Linked DNA regions of Zea mays: region 1 is linked to region 2. The links are chromatin contacts, called in public Hi-C maps. All regions are on one chromosome and are shown on one strand. The core of a region is the stretch at or near the end of the contact, and the rest is flanking DNA. Distances in the headings are between cores, read along the strand shown.

Evidence for each region. A called contact is a pair of places that touch in the nucleus more often than the background predicts.
Region 1: a contact with region 2 is called in a Hi-C map of ear, with 2.8 times the contacts expected there. The contact joins the promoter of LOC100193535 here to the promoter of LOC103632710 in region 2. A contact is called at or near these places in 3 of 25 Hi-C or Micro-C datasets (ear, endosperm and leaf).

The regions. Positions count from the first base shown.
Region 1 is chr7:111,650,147-111,657,417 of Zm-B73-REFERENCE-NAM-5.0, reverse strand. It overlaps LOC100193535 (Annexin D5), which reads right to left and starts at 1,636. Exons shown (of 7, transcript NM_001138646.2): 1 at 1,465-1,636; 2 at 1-15. The coding sequence starts at 1,540.
Region 2 is chr7:111,467,523-111,474,022 of Zm-B73-REFERENCE-NAM-5.0, reverse strand. LOC103632710 (type IV inositol polyphosphate 5-phosphatase 9) reads left to right here and starts at 1,742. Exons shown (of 8, transcript XM_008654455.3): 1 at 1,742-1,940; 2 at 2,052-2,191; 3 at 2,315-2,422; 4 at 2,516-2,831; 5 at 2,951-3,135; 6 at 3,420-3,528; 7 at 3,659-3,810; 8 at 3,973-4,594. The coding sequence starts at 1,881. The coding sequence ends at 4,117. It overlaps LOC103632709 (a long non-coding RNA gene), which reads right to left and starts at 3,078. Exons shown (of 3, transcript XR_004851497.1): 1 at 2,916-3,078; 2 at 493-2,819; 3 at 187-359.

The DNA of each region.
Region 1 (7,271 bases), core at 387-2,886, 180 kb before region 2:
TGTCACAGCCAAACCCTGGACATGGACAACCATCAACCAACGCACAATATAAAAAAGTCAGCATGTTCAATGACCACCTCCTTCAAGTCAGTAATGAAAATAAAAAACTTTGATATTTTAAGTAAAAGGATCGAAGTATGCAGATCACTCAATTACTGGAATTCAATTACATGTCTAAGTTACACTCCCTCCGTTCTTTTTTTATTTGTCGCGTTTTAGTTCAAAAATGAACTAGCGGGCCACAAATATTCGAGAACAGTAGTACTATTTATGCTCACTTACATACAATAGCTGTCATCATTCAAGCATATCAAACCAAACTCACTCTGAACAACAATTTTCAATTTTGTTGATGAAAAATATCAGATCATAAATTGTTTTGTGATAAAAATACAAGAAAAAAAACACATTGAATTAATAGTTACAGACCATCCCAAGAAACACATATAGAATTACAACATTTTAGTGATATAAAGTTACAAGTAATGGTCAAAGTCGCATATCTAAGCCATGAAAAGTCAGAAACACTAAATAAAAAAAGCAGAGGGATTATTAATAAGTTCCTGGAAGGCTAGAAGCAGTTGACCTGTCTTTTGGCCTTTTTATGGCAGTTGGTGCACAGCACTCTTAAGGTATTGTGAGCAAATTGGAATGTTTATGGAAAGGAAATGCGTAACAAAATAGAAATAAACCAAACAATAAAATAATTAACAAATGCATCAACTTGCATATCAGCTAACCACAGAATTCTTTAATCACACATGTTAGAGCATACAAAAGACCACCATACTTTCATTAAAAATAAATTCTAATATATATGTGTGTACCTTACAGTTATTATACATTTTCCTCAGTCACCGTATGTGAAACTTATAGTTACCCATGCATTTCCCTCGGTTCACTGTACACTAATTTAGTTATCAGGTACACATGTGGAATCTATAGCACCTACACCGTCCAGAATTGCAGGTGAGTTTCCCTTGTATTACTCCACTACATGCTTGACCCCAAATTATAGTCAGATAAAACAAAAGATGTCATAATCACCGTAATTTCCATCACTGTATCCAGATCAATCGCTACCCAATTACTGACCTAGCAACCACAGGAAATTTCCAATGGCCTATATAAGCCTCTAATAACAATAACCCTCCTCGACCACCTTCCCATCTGCAATCTGAACCCAGTCCAGCTAGCCCCCCCCCTGGAATAGGGAATTGTTGTAGCATCGTCTAGCTCCTCGACGCACCCCCCAAACTCGCATGCGCAGAAAATCAAGGTAACCGCCAGGCAACCAAATAGCAACGACGGTTTCCGGCCCCATAGAATAATCTCCTGTCCATTCAGCCACAGTATCTGACCGAAAACGAGAATCAAACAACAACGGCGCGGCTGACCCCGACGAATTGTGGGGCAGCCGTAATTTGGGCGAGAAGCCGAGGGGAAATTAGTGGCGTAGCGGACCTTTGAAGGCCTTTTGGAGGTCGATGGCGTCCTGCCGTGGGTTGGGGGGCGCCGGCGGCAGGGTGAGGCTCGCCATCGCCGGCAATCGCTGCGCGGGCGCGCTGCGCGCGATTCGATTCGATTTGGTCGGCTCGTGGAGGGAGATTAGCGAAATGGGTAGGTGCAATTCGTGGTGCGCGCTTTGCGGTAAAGTATGAGGAGGAGTAGGACGGAGATAGCAAGGAGCTAGCGTGGACCGCGTCTAGCCGTCCGAGACGTTACGTGGTGGTTTCAACGGGCGGCACAACACTGACCGGCCCCAGACCCTGCCTCGGCAGTCGCGGCCTCTCGGGTTGCCGCGTTTATAGTTGGAGGCAAACGTTTTGTGCATACCATGCTCTGCCGCTTTCCTCTCCCATCATTTCAGTTTCTCTGCTGTAAATTAATTTGTTAGAATGGATAGCTCTTTCAAAACAGGTCATGAACTTGTAAAATAGAGTTAGTCCAGTTAGAAATGTTTGTCAAAATAAGTCATATATTATTTTTAAATATTAAGCATCATTTGTGGTACTATACACGACCGAAAGATCCGACCTGAGGACCGGACGGTCCGGCCTTAAGCGTGGACGGTCAAGTTGGGAAGGTCCTTAAAATATTGCACAGGTAATAACTCGTAACGCCTACATGTTGCAAACATCGCAAGGTAAAGGCTTGCACAAGGTGTTGAATGGTTGTTTCCTAAAGCAATATCATCTTAATTTGTGGCAAGATGTTAAAACTGATGTTGTCACATCGAGTTGATTCCAGCCTGCACCAGTGCTTTTGGTTCGCTCAGTTTCTCCAAAAGGCAGGGATGCATGTGTTGAGCACCATTTGTGCCACTGGGCACAGCCGGACGGTTCGGCCCAGAGGACTGAACGGTCCGCAATTAGATCATATCAGGCGTAACTAATCCCTTTTCGCGCATGTTTATCCCTCTAAACCCGCGGTTGCTGTTGGGAGACGCTTAGGAACAGGTACATACCTCCTCCTATATATATGAAGGGGTACAGCCGATTGCGATGACCAACAATAGAACTACAATCAATATATCTTCCGTTCTTTACCTTTTGCCGTAGGAGTAGACAGTAACGTAGCTTCCTCTCTCTAATCTTCACCTATTTTCGGCTCTACGTCCTATAGAGACGTCTTGGGTAGCCTGCCGATCCCAACACAAACCCTAGAATCTCTCCTCCACGACGGGATTCCACCCAGGAGCGAGATCCAGGTGCTGTTGGCGAACGCCGCCGCCCCTGTGCACGCGCGGACCGTCCGGCTCGTCAGCAGGGAACTCTCACCTCTGCGCCAGGCCGCCGACCGTCTAGCCCTTGGTTGTAGACCGTCCGACCTGCTACAGCTGCCCCCAAGGTAAGTGAGACAAATGAAATCCAATCTCTTAAAGCTTACATAGACGAGCAGCGAGAACAAATGCAACACATCATAGGGTTATGCAAAATCATTATAAGAGGCTAGTGTGTGCATTCAATAAATCTATCGTCACAAATTTTCCATCGCACGAGGTTGAAACTAGGGAAAATACACGCGATTCAACAGTTCTAGATTGGCATGACCAATCCTAACCCCTTTACAAGATGTTGATAGACACATATCTTAGACAACCACAACCTCCAACGCAAATCGGGGGTAATCATGTTGATCTGTGCATGACCGGACCGTCCGCGCGTAAGCGCGGACTCTCCGGGCCAGCATCGACCGACCTCGCTTTTTGAACCAAATTATCGAAGTCCACGCTTGAGTTGTCGCATCCCTCGCAAACCCTAGCTGGCCAATTCGGACTATCCACGCACAACGTCGGACAGTCTGAATACATCACCAGACAGTCCGCCCATGTGGTCGCATAGTCCGCGCATACAGTCGTACGGTCCGGCGCAGAGTACACAGAACCTAACGATAATTATTATTACCCATCTATACATCCGTCCCAGCCAAACCTCCCGCTACATCCTATAGCACCACAGCATCGTGATATGACATCCCAGACACGTGGGGGCGAGTACTTTTCGGTACCCTAGAAAGCCGAAAAGAGATGACCAACCATATGAGCCACATAGAGCAAGCACTAATATCCCCACAAAACCCAAACCAGTGGGTGGGGAGATAGCATAATACTCAAACCACACATCAAAGGGCCGATGGACTATGACCGGCCGCTAATGACATAGTAAGGGAGGAGACAGCTAGGGTGTTCCGAGATAAGCTTGGAGTTAGCATGATCTTTGGGGGCAGTCATATCGAAAAGCCTATGACACCCAATTTGATTATCACTCATACCCTAAGAGAACAAGGATACCCGACTTCGTAAAATTTCGGGTGACCAAGGTAAGAGCATGCATGAGTACATAGGCCAGTTCCTAGTACAGTTAGGAGAATTAGTCGATACAAAGGCGTTCCACATTTGTTTATTGTAATACCCAACTTTGGAAAATAAGAGAAAGAAATAAATCTTCATGTGTGGTACCTTTTCATTCATGATAATTATTAGTAGGCATAGATAAAGTGGATAAATCCTTAATAAATTGTGCATCATGCTGGAGTTTATGTGATTGTGCATTTGTGGATAATAAAAATAAAAGTGTCAATAACAATATATAAATGGCTCTATAGAATTTAAACTCTAACTTGGAGAAACAAAGCATTGGCTTTAACAAAATAAATATCAAAAATAAATAAATTCACCATGCCATGTTTAAGTTGGGAAATTAATGTGAAGATAAATCTACCACGAAATTAAATCTAAATGGGAATTCAAATTATGAATTTAGAAATAGAAAGGAAAAGAAAACAGAAAAAAAGAAAAGAAGACTCCCATGGGGCGCTTGGGCCGAAATCCTCCTTGCGGCCCATTCTCCTTTTCTCGCCCACTGCCATCAATCGGCCCAATTTCCCTTTTGAACCACGCAGCCACCACCTATCTCCGACGCTGACATGTGGGCCATGCCTGTAAGTCACGCGTGCGCCATGTATGCCTTGTCACTGCCACGTGGGGCCACACTGTCATCTCCTAGCTCCTTCGCTCAACAGAAGCGCAGCGAGATCCGCCGCAATGGTCGGAGTCGTGCGGCTGGGAGTTGACTCCGCGGCCTCGATTCACCGATACCTCCTTCACGGGCACTTTTGTTAAAGAACCCCCTGGTAATTAGAGATTCAACCCGCCGTTCACCAGTGATATTCCCTGTGTCTGCAGAATTTTACTCCGAGACCCCTGCACTTTTCAGTAAATGAGGCCTGATCCAGAGTATTATAAAACCCGAGAAATTGAATTATAAAAGGATTTTTAATGTGAAAATATATGCTAGAACTTCAATAATTCATAGAAAATGCATATGAACTCCAAATTACTTCATTCCAGTTGCTAAAATTTTGTAGTTTTATTCTCTATCACCTAGAGCCTCTGTTTTATCATGAAAACAGTAAGGAAATTAATATCTCATTTAATCCTATTTTAAACACATAAAGCCTTTATAAATTCATATCTTAAAATCTATAACTCCAAAAATTATGATTCCTGTTCCTAGGATTTTATTTTAATGTGTAGATTATTACTGTGTATCTTGTTTATATGTTTGGTGTAATGTTAATTTCTCTATATGCACTGTGCTTGTTTGTATTGTGACGAGTAGAAGAGCCCGTGACCGAGGATCCTGGTGAGCAGCAGGTTGAAGTAGCTGAGCAGGAGCTCATAGAAGGCAAGTTGTGCCCTTGACCACTTTTTACCCAATAATATTCTTTAATATCATTTATCCATGCATAGGTTAATTTTGATGGGACCCAATAGGTCACCCTAGATTGTTTTTCTCATTACCTTGTTTACCCCTGAATCACTTGGGTAGTTTGCTATTGCTTAACATGGTTTTGGGATAATCATTTATTATATCTATGTTCCAATTATTCTTGTTATTCTATTTATGTTCATGTCAAGTTCATTAATGTTAATTGGAACATAGAGCTTAACTTGAGAACCACGTGCCACCACAAGGGTTTAATGGGACGCCCTTGGCTGACTAATTAGGAAAGCTAGTGGAAGACTACCTTACCCGAAAGGGGCAAGGGCAGTAGGGGAGTGGTCAGTGTAGGGAGGTCCTTGGATGATTTTGCTGCGATGGCGGTCAGACAAGAACCCTGCATTGGAGCTTCCTATAAACTGTAGCGGGTTTTCGGAAGCTAGTGGAACTTTGTAAAGGCCTCGTAGTGTTGCCCTGCCGCGCTTCCTAGATAGAGGTGTATGGGATTCGCGACCCCTTGGCAGATGGGTAGCATGACTTGTGGGTAAAGGGTACAACCTCTGCAGAGTGTAAAACTGGTATACTAGCCGAGCTCACGGTCATGAGCAGCTCAGGACTCTCTGATGATTAAATTATGGAACTTAAATTCAATTTTGTCATTTGCATATGCATGGGTTTATTATTAATTTTGTTCTATTACTTTATTTAAGGTTTGGTATTTACTTACACTTAGTAATTGCTAATAAAATTTTGACCAACTACTTAAAAGCAATGCTCAGCTTTAACCATTCTCTTTGATAAGCCTTACACTCCATGAGCTCCCACCTTTGGTGAGTTCATGTCACATTATTCCCCACAACTTGTTGAGCGATGATCATGTGTGAGCTCACCCTTGCTGTCTCACACCCCCCCCCCACAGGAGAAGAGCAGGTGGTTCAGGAGGAGCCACAAGGCGAGGAGTATGATCTGATCTAGGTGGCGTTTCTCGGTTGACATTGGCGCCAACGATCCTTAGTTTGTTTTATGTTTATTCTTTTATTTTGTAATAAGTCTTCCGCTATGTAATAAATACTCTGATGTTTTATGACATTTATCTCTATACACTCTGTTATTATATATGTTGTCTTCTTGGCGCATGTATGAGATGCACCTGGCTTTGTCCCTTAAAGCCGGGTGTGACAGAAGTGGTATCAGAGGAAATGTTGACTGTAGGACGAAACCTAGATAGAAATGGACAAACCCTTCCCTACTTACCTTACTCTGATTCATTCTATACTCATCTCATCTTGATCTTGTCTCACCTTTTGCTATTCTACTCTGATTAATCTTATCTTTTCTACTCTAAGACAATATGGATTTCACACCTTGGAATCCTACCACTAAGATCTTTTTAAGAGATAGGGAACTTAAGACAAAATTAAAACTATTTTTTTATTAAAAAAATGTTGTTTGATTGTTCTGATGATAAATGCTTGATTTGCTTCTTTGATTGATTGAAACATTATAGTTGGGCATCTTAGCATGTACCACCATAAGGTAATGTATTAGCTTTAGTGGATAACACACTAATCTACTTAGCTAATAAATCCCCCGCAGTAACATTCCTCGTAATTACTCGCCTTGTCTACAATTCTTCCTTTATTACCCCTATACTATTAGAAGAGAGCACTATAGACGTGATCCTTGGTATGTCATGGTTAAGAAAGGCAAAGACAATATATACACCGCGCTAAGGGAACCGTAGAACTCACCAGTTCCAAAGGACAAAGATTTGAAGTTGAAGTTGCAGTAACTACCACCATCAGACTAGCGGCATTCTTAGTAGATGAGAAGTTGGTGGGTGACAACATCCGTGCAGTTAGGGATTTTCCGGATGTCTTTCCAGAAGAGTTACTAAGGATGCCACCAGATAGGGAAGTTGAGTTTGTTATTGATCTTTTACCTAGAACTGCCCCCATTTCTAAACGGCCATACAAGATGTCCGTAGAAGAGTTAAAGGAACTGAAGAAGCAGTTAACGGAGTTACAAGAGGCTGGGTACATTCGT
Region 2 (6,500 bases), core at 493-2,992:
CAAATTTGTATTCTTGTTTTTAACATCCAGCTTGTTAAGATTCATAAAAGTTAAACCTCAAATTTATCCTATATTTTCTCAAATAATAGATATAAACTTCGGTATGGATTCGGAAACAAATTCGGTAATTTTTTCAACTTTTTGTGTTGTAGGGAGCAAATAATACATAAAATAATTTATGTAATATTTTATTCATATTTGTACTAATGTGCTTGATAACATAAAAAAAGATGAACATCAAATTTTATACATATCTATTTTAAAATATTAAATTTGTTCTAACAGTTCAGATTACCACTTTCATCCCTACGTGGGTGGGACCATCCTTCCTTCCTGCTTCCCTGGCTCTCCGTCTGATGCTGAAAAAGAACGATGGTGGTTTCACGAGATGAGACTGGTCGCTTGTCTAATGCATAAAAATGTGGCAAATGCCGAGCTGAATTTTCTGCAAAAAAAATAAAAATAAAAATGAACGGTGGGCACTGGTCTTACCTATAGAGGTAGGTGCTTGCCGGTCTCTTTTCTTCTTCATCTTTTCAATCCTCCATATTTTTTCCCTGCTGGACCGAACTTTGAAATATCTAGTTTAGTTGGCCCAGGAACTCACCATGTTTTACAAGAATGCTCCTTTTGAAATATCTGCTGAAGATAGAAGCACACAGCCAGCCTGATAAGAAATTTGAAATATCTAGTTTAGTTGGCCCAGGAACTCACCATGTTTTACAAGAATGCTCCTTTTGAAATATCTGCTGAAGATAGAAGCACACAGCCAGCCTGATAAGAAATTTGAAATATCTAGTTTAGTTGGCCCAGGAACTCACCATGTTTTACAAGAATGCTCCTTTTGAAATATCTGCTGAAGATAGAAGCACACAGCCAGCCTGATAAGAAATTTGAAATATCTAGTTTAGTTGGCCCAGGAACTCACCATGTTTTACAAGAATGCTCCTTTTGAAATATCTGCTGAAGATAGAAGCACACAGCCAGCCTGATAATAAGAAATTAAGAATGCTCCTTTTGCGGAGTCAGGGAGAGGGTAAGCATACTAGCACACTTGCGTTAAGAAACTGCGCATAATTAAGCGCATTAACGCCCTAGCAGAATTGTTTTTTCAGGCCTATAAAGCCGGCCTACGCTACCTGCAAGATCGATCTATCACGTACGCAGCAAAGAAGCCGGTAGTGTACAGCCTTGAGATATCTATATATCTGTGTTTTTTTTTTCAAACAACACACACAGAAGAAAAATATAGGGACAAGAGTCCAAAACCCTTGCAAAAATAAAGACGCAAGTTGCGTGATTGGATTGCCAAAAAAAAAAAACAACCCAAGGGTAGCGCAAGTGCATAAGAAACAGATAACAATAACAACATATGTTAGGTAGACAAGTTGCGCAAGTGTGCCTTTGTCTCTTCCCGCCCGGCCTTTACTCAACACAGGCACACAGCACGGTGGTGGTCTTACTACCCAGCCAAACCCATCAGGCATATGACAGTGCAGCTTGCCAATCAGATCACTCTGGATTGCATACCCATATTGCTTCTTGTGTGCCATTTGTTAGAAAGAAAAAAAGATAGCATGTTAATCTTCATGTATTTGCACTGCATGCAGTGGGCCGGCGCAGGCAATGCTGGAAAAAAAATAAAAAATTTAGCTGTTGTCTGCCTGTCTTTGTTATTACGATGAGAGCCAGCAGGTGACCAGGCTGGTCCATAAAAACCTTGACACGCAGTATACTGTGTGGATGTTCTGAAGAGCTCTGCTTGATATGTCGACATCACAGTTGCTGGTTTTCTCCCTTTGTTTCCTTGCTGTTTCCTTTAGTTATATATAACGCATGCAGCGCCTTGCCATGTTCGGTTACTACATGGTCGTGCATGCATGAATGCTCGCTCCTGCATGCTACTATTAAACAAGGAAGCCATGGGAGAGAACAGGAAGGTGAGAGACCGGCCAGTGATGAGCAGACACGCACCTGTATATCTATTCGTTTCTCTCGTCTCTGTTAGCAAAGCTGAAGCATACAACAATTGTATGCCGTTCTTGTTGTAGATCACCCGCGGGTCAAGGCTGGTGACAAACAAGCTGCTGCACCGCTGCCAGCAACTGCATGGCCACGGATCTGTATCTGGGGTTTCTGAAACCTTGGGGAAGAGACCCTTGAATGGGAACAAGGATACACTTGTGTACAGGTAACCTGCACTGCCGCGCGCCTTGCATTTTTCGTCCTACTTTTTCCTTCCATTCGTCATAGCCTTCTCATGCATGCATCCCCTGATGGCCTGATCTTTCTTTTTTCACCTGGGCATCTGAAGTGTGTTTGCCAGCACCTGGAATGTCGGCGGCGTTACACCATCCGATGGCTTGGACTTGGAGGATTGGCTGGACACAAGGGCTAACGCCTACGACATCTACGTCCTAGGGTAATAACCTGTGAACGAACGACTAGCTCATGCATACCCTGCTGATTAAGATTCACCACTCTCAGTCTCATCTGATGACGCTTTACTAATTAGGTTCCAGGAGATAGTGCCACTGAACGCGAGAAATGTGCTGGGTCCTAGGAAGAGCCGCGTGTCTGCCAAGTGGAACTCGCTGATCGGGGAGGCGCTCAACAGAAGGTGTCGAGAAGAAGGCGGGGCGAACACGAACAGCAGCGCCAAGGACGACGAAGGCTCTGTGGAGGGATCACAGGGCTTCAGATGCATCAGGAGCAAGCAGATGGTCGGCATCTTCACGTCGGTGTGGGCGAGAAGCAGCCTTAGGCCGCTCATCCGTCACCTGGATGCGTCGTGCATCGGCTCGGGCATCATGGGCTGCCTAGGGAACAAGGTAATAAGCGCGTAAGATAATACATGGACGGACACAAGAGAGAGGCACACCTGCGTGCGAAGAGATCATTAATTCGATCGTCACCTGGATGGCGTGTGTGGGTTGCTTTGCGCATGCAGGGCTCTGTTTCGATCCGGTTCGTGCTGCACGACACGAGCTTCTGCTTCGTCTGCTGTCACCTGGCTTCAGGCGGCAAGCAAGGGGACGTGCTGCTGAGGAACTTGGACGTCGCGGACATACTTGCAAGGACAAGGTTCCCTGGCCCTGCAGCTCACGAGTTGCCGGAGAAGATCCTTGATCATGAGTAGGTGTACATTAGCTCACCCTTCAAACTGCTTCAACCTCAGCCTCATATTTCCATCTTCTAGAATATGGATTCTACTATAAGTGATCCCTAAACTAATGCTTTAGTCTGATGTGACATGTTTAAATTTTTACTAAATGTGCCTGTCTCCTTTGTGAATGAAAAAAAAACGAAGGGGGGTATCCGAAATGGCATCACGCATAAACTGCAGACATCACCCTGTGCACCATGTCTCTGTGGACTGTTTATCCAAACAATATGTGTTTTCTTTCCCGTTTGTGCAGCCAAGTGGTTTTGCTCGGTGACTTGAACTACAGGATATCCCTGGAGGAGGCCGAGACGAGGTCGCTGGTGAGAGCCAAGAGATGGCCCGTCTTGTTGGAAAACGATCAGGTTTTTTCTTCTTCTACTTCTTCTTTATGACGAGATATATATACTCAGCTTGTCATCCTAATCTTTTTTTTCTGAATGTTTAGTATTAACGTTGCGGTGCCTCTCTCTCTCTCTCTCTCCGATCACACAGCTGCTGTTCGAGTTCTCGAGAGGGCGGCATTTTGAGGGCTGGCAGGAAGGCCTGATCACCTTCTCCCCCACCTACAAGTACCAGCCCAACTCCGACCAGTACCACTGGTGCTTCGACAGTGCGGGCAGCGACAAGAAGCGTGCTCCAGCATGGTCAGCTCGCCTTTCTTGTTCGAGAAGATCTTTCGCAAAAGAAAGAAAGGAAAAAAAACAAGAAAGAAGAAAAAAAAAGCTCTTCGATAGATAACAAGCAGCAAAAGTCATGTACACTGAATCCTGCAGATGGGCATGCTTTCTTTCCCTTTGTTATTGCAGGTGCGATCGCATTCTGTGGCGAGGCAAGGGGCTGAAGCAAGTGCAATACGAGACGTGCAGCTACAGGCTGTCGGACCACCGGCCGGTGAGAGCGGTTTTCCACGCCGAATGCGACGCGTTATCGGAGGCGGTGTCGCACAAGTAAAAACATTGCCAGGCTGCTACCCCGCCGCACAGAGCGCCCAGCAGCAAGCAAAGCGACTGATGTGATGAGACGTCTATTCAACCAGAGAGTGATGGATATGGACGACGGCGCGCGAGTGCCGCCAAATCGAGAGAGAACTGGACGCAAGATTGGACCAAGCGAGTAGAGCCAAGAAGAGATTTCTTCTGAGACGAACATGAAGTTGTTGTTGTTTTTTTTTTCTGTCTCTCTGTCTCTCCCTCTGAACGCCGATTGAGTTGTGTGCAGAAGAGGTGCATGGGGATAGAGTACCGGGATCCAAGAAGAGGTGCTGGTTTTTTTTGGCATTGTTCTGTTGGTGGCGGTGTTCAGATTCTTTTTTCCCTCGTTTAAAAGCTAGCTCCTTCTGGGCTTTGGGCTTGTGTCTGAAAGAATATCAGAGCCTAAAAACGGCATCTGCACATTCTGTTGCTTAATAGATTGGAGATTACCGACTAAGGCCCCATTTTATTAGTCACTAAACTAAACTTTAGTGTGTTTGGTTCCAGTGACTAAACCGGACTAAAGTGCATTAATTGCTGTGAATAATGACTGTATTACCCCTATTAATTAGTGAATGTTTGCTGCAAGAATAAAGTGGAGAGAGCAAATAAGATAAAAATAATACTTTAGTTTCTTTTAGTCACCCCTTAGTCACCATGTTTGCTTATTTAGGGGCTAAAAGTAACTAAATTTTGGTCACCCTACACCACCAAACGGTACCTAATTAGGATGGATGGATAGTTGTGTCATTGTTTTTTCTGTCATTGTTTTTCAATTTGGAGCGTGCATGATGGAAATTGGAAACGTTACCTGGGCTGGGGAAACCTCAACCAAACCATAAAGGTATAAACAAGTCGATCTGCTGTCTAGAAACAACCAGACATTGGAGATTTCGAGAGAGAAATAATCATAAAGTGGACAATCGATGACAACTATACTACCTGATTGGTCTGAAGTGCGTATAGAAGCAATACCAGAACACTAAGAGTGTGTTTGGTTTGAGGAATGAAGTGATCTATCTTTTTCTCACTCTTCACTTTTTATTTGGTTTGTGGAATAGAATGAGTTGATCCATCATCACCTCATTCCTCATAAACTAATAATTAGTATATACATGAGGAGTGAGTTGATTCCAACAAAATTAATGGAATGAATTTATGATGCACCACCTCATGAAGCATAGAGTGACTCCACAAACCAAACACACCATAAAAGTGGGAGAGGGTCAGGCTCGGTCCGTGCCACCCGGATCGGATTAACTTATTCTCATCATGTGTTGTTATTTATCTAATCACGAACGATTTTTTAGCTATTGTTTAGAAACGGGTCCAGACCCCTTATATATATGAAGGGGTACGGCTGATTGAGAAACTCACGAACACATTTCAATCGAACCAATTATTTTCTTTTTCATTCCAATCCTAAGAGTAGATGTAGCATAGTTCTAGTTATATTTTTCACTATATCCACCTTCACCCCTATTTGACTTTACGTCGTCTATATTCGTCTTGGGTGACATGTCGATTTCAAGACGACCATAGGATGATCTAGTTGTCCATTTAAGATACTCTACTTTGACTGTCTCTTAATTCCAGCCACTCGATGAAGGCTCAGCGCTCATCTTCATTGCTCCTAGCCCATCGGTACGAACCCGCGCCATCTTCTACTTCACCTACTCCTATTAGCTTAAGCTTTTAGATTGAACTGGTTGGTACATGCAACTTAATACACACCACAAGCCGAAAGATAAGATTGCACAACACAAGCTCGTACTCTGTTTAGTCGACTGGCTCGTATCAAAACACTACACATATTGATAATCAGTCCAGTCTAAATTTTGTATTAACACTTGTATCTGAATTAACGCCGACCACAAGGTATAAGTCAACCTTATAACACTTCCTCCGATCATTGTGGTTAGTCTAAATTTCGTTCATATCTTCTATGTGTTTTGCGACGCGGCAACCGCTGTCGTCATGAGCAAAACATGCATTGTCAGCGTGACAACCTCCAATAATGAAAGGCGCGAGAGAGGTCACAAATTCAAACTTGACTCGTTCCTGGATTTACATCATGTCGACTAGCTGAGCTGATCTGATCTGTGCAGACCAGTGCAATTGGGCGGCTAGTTAACAGCGAAATGACACGGCAAAGATCTGGTAGGATAAGCGACTGACCTGGCGTTACTTGATGCAGTAATATGATGGACTATTCCTTGCTACAGTTTCATCAAAGAAAAAAATTGCAAATAATCAAAAGGAGATAGAGATTGAAAAAAGAAGAACAGTTTCGTACTTATGATGATAGCGAAACAAGTGAAAGAGCACAAGAGGATACGATCCGAAAATGTCGTCGCACTATT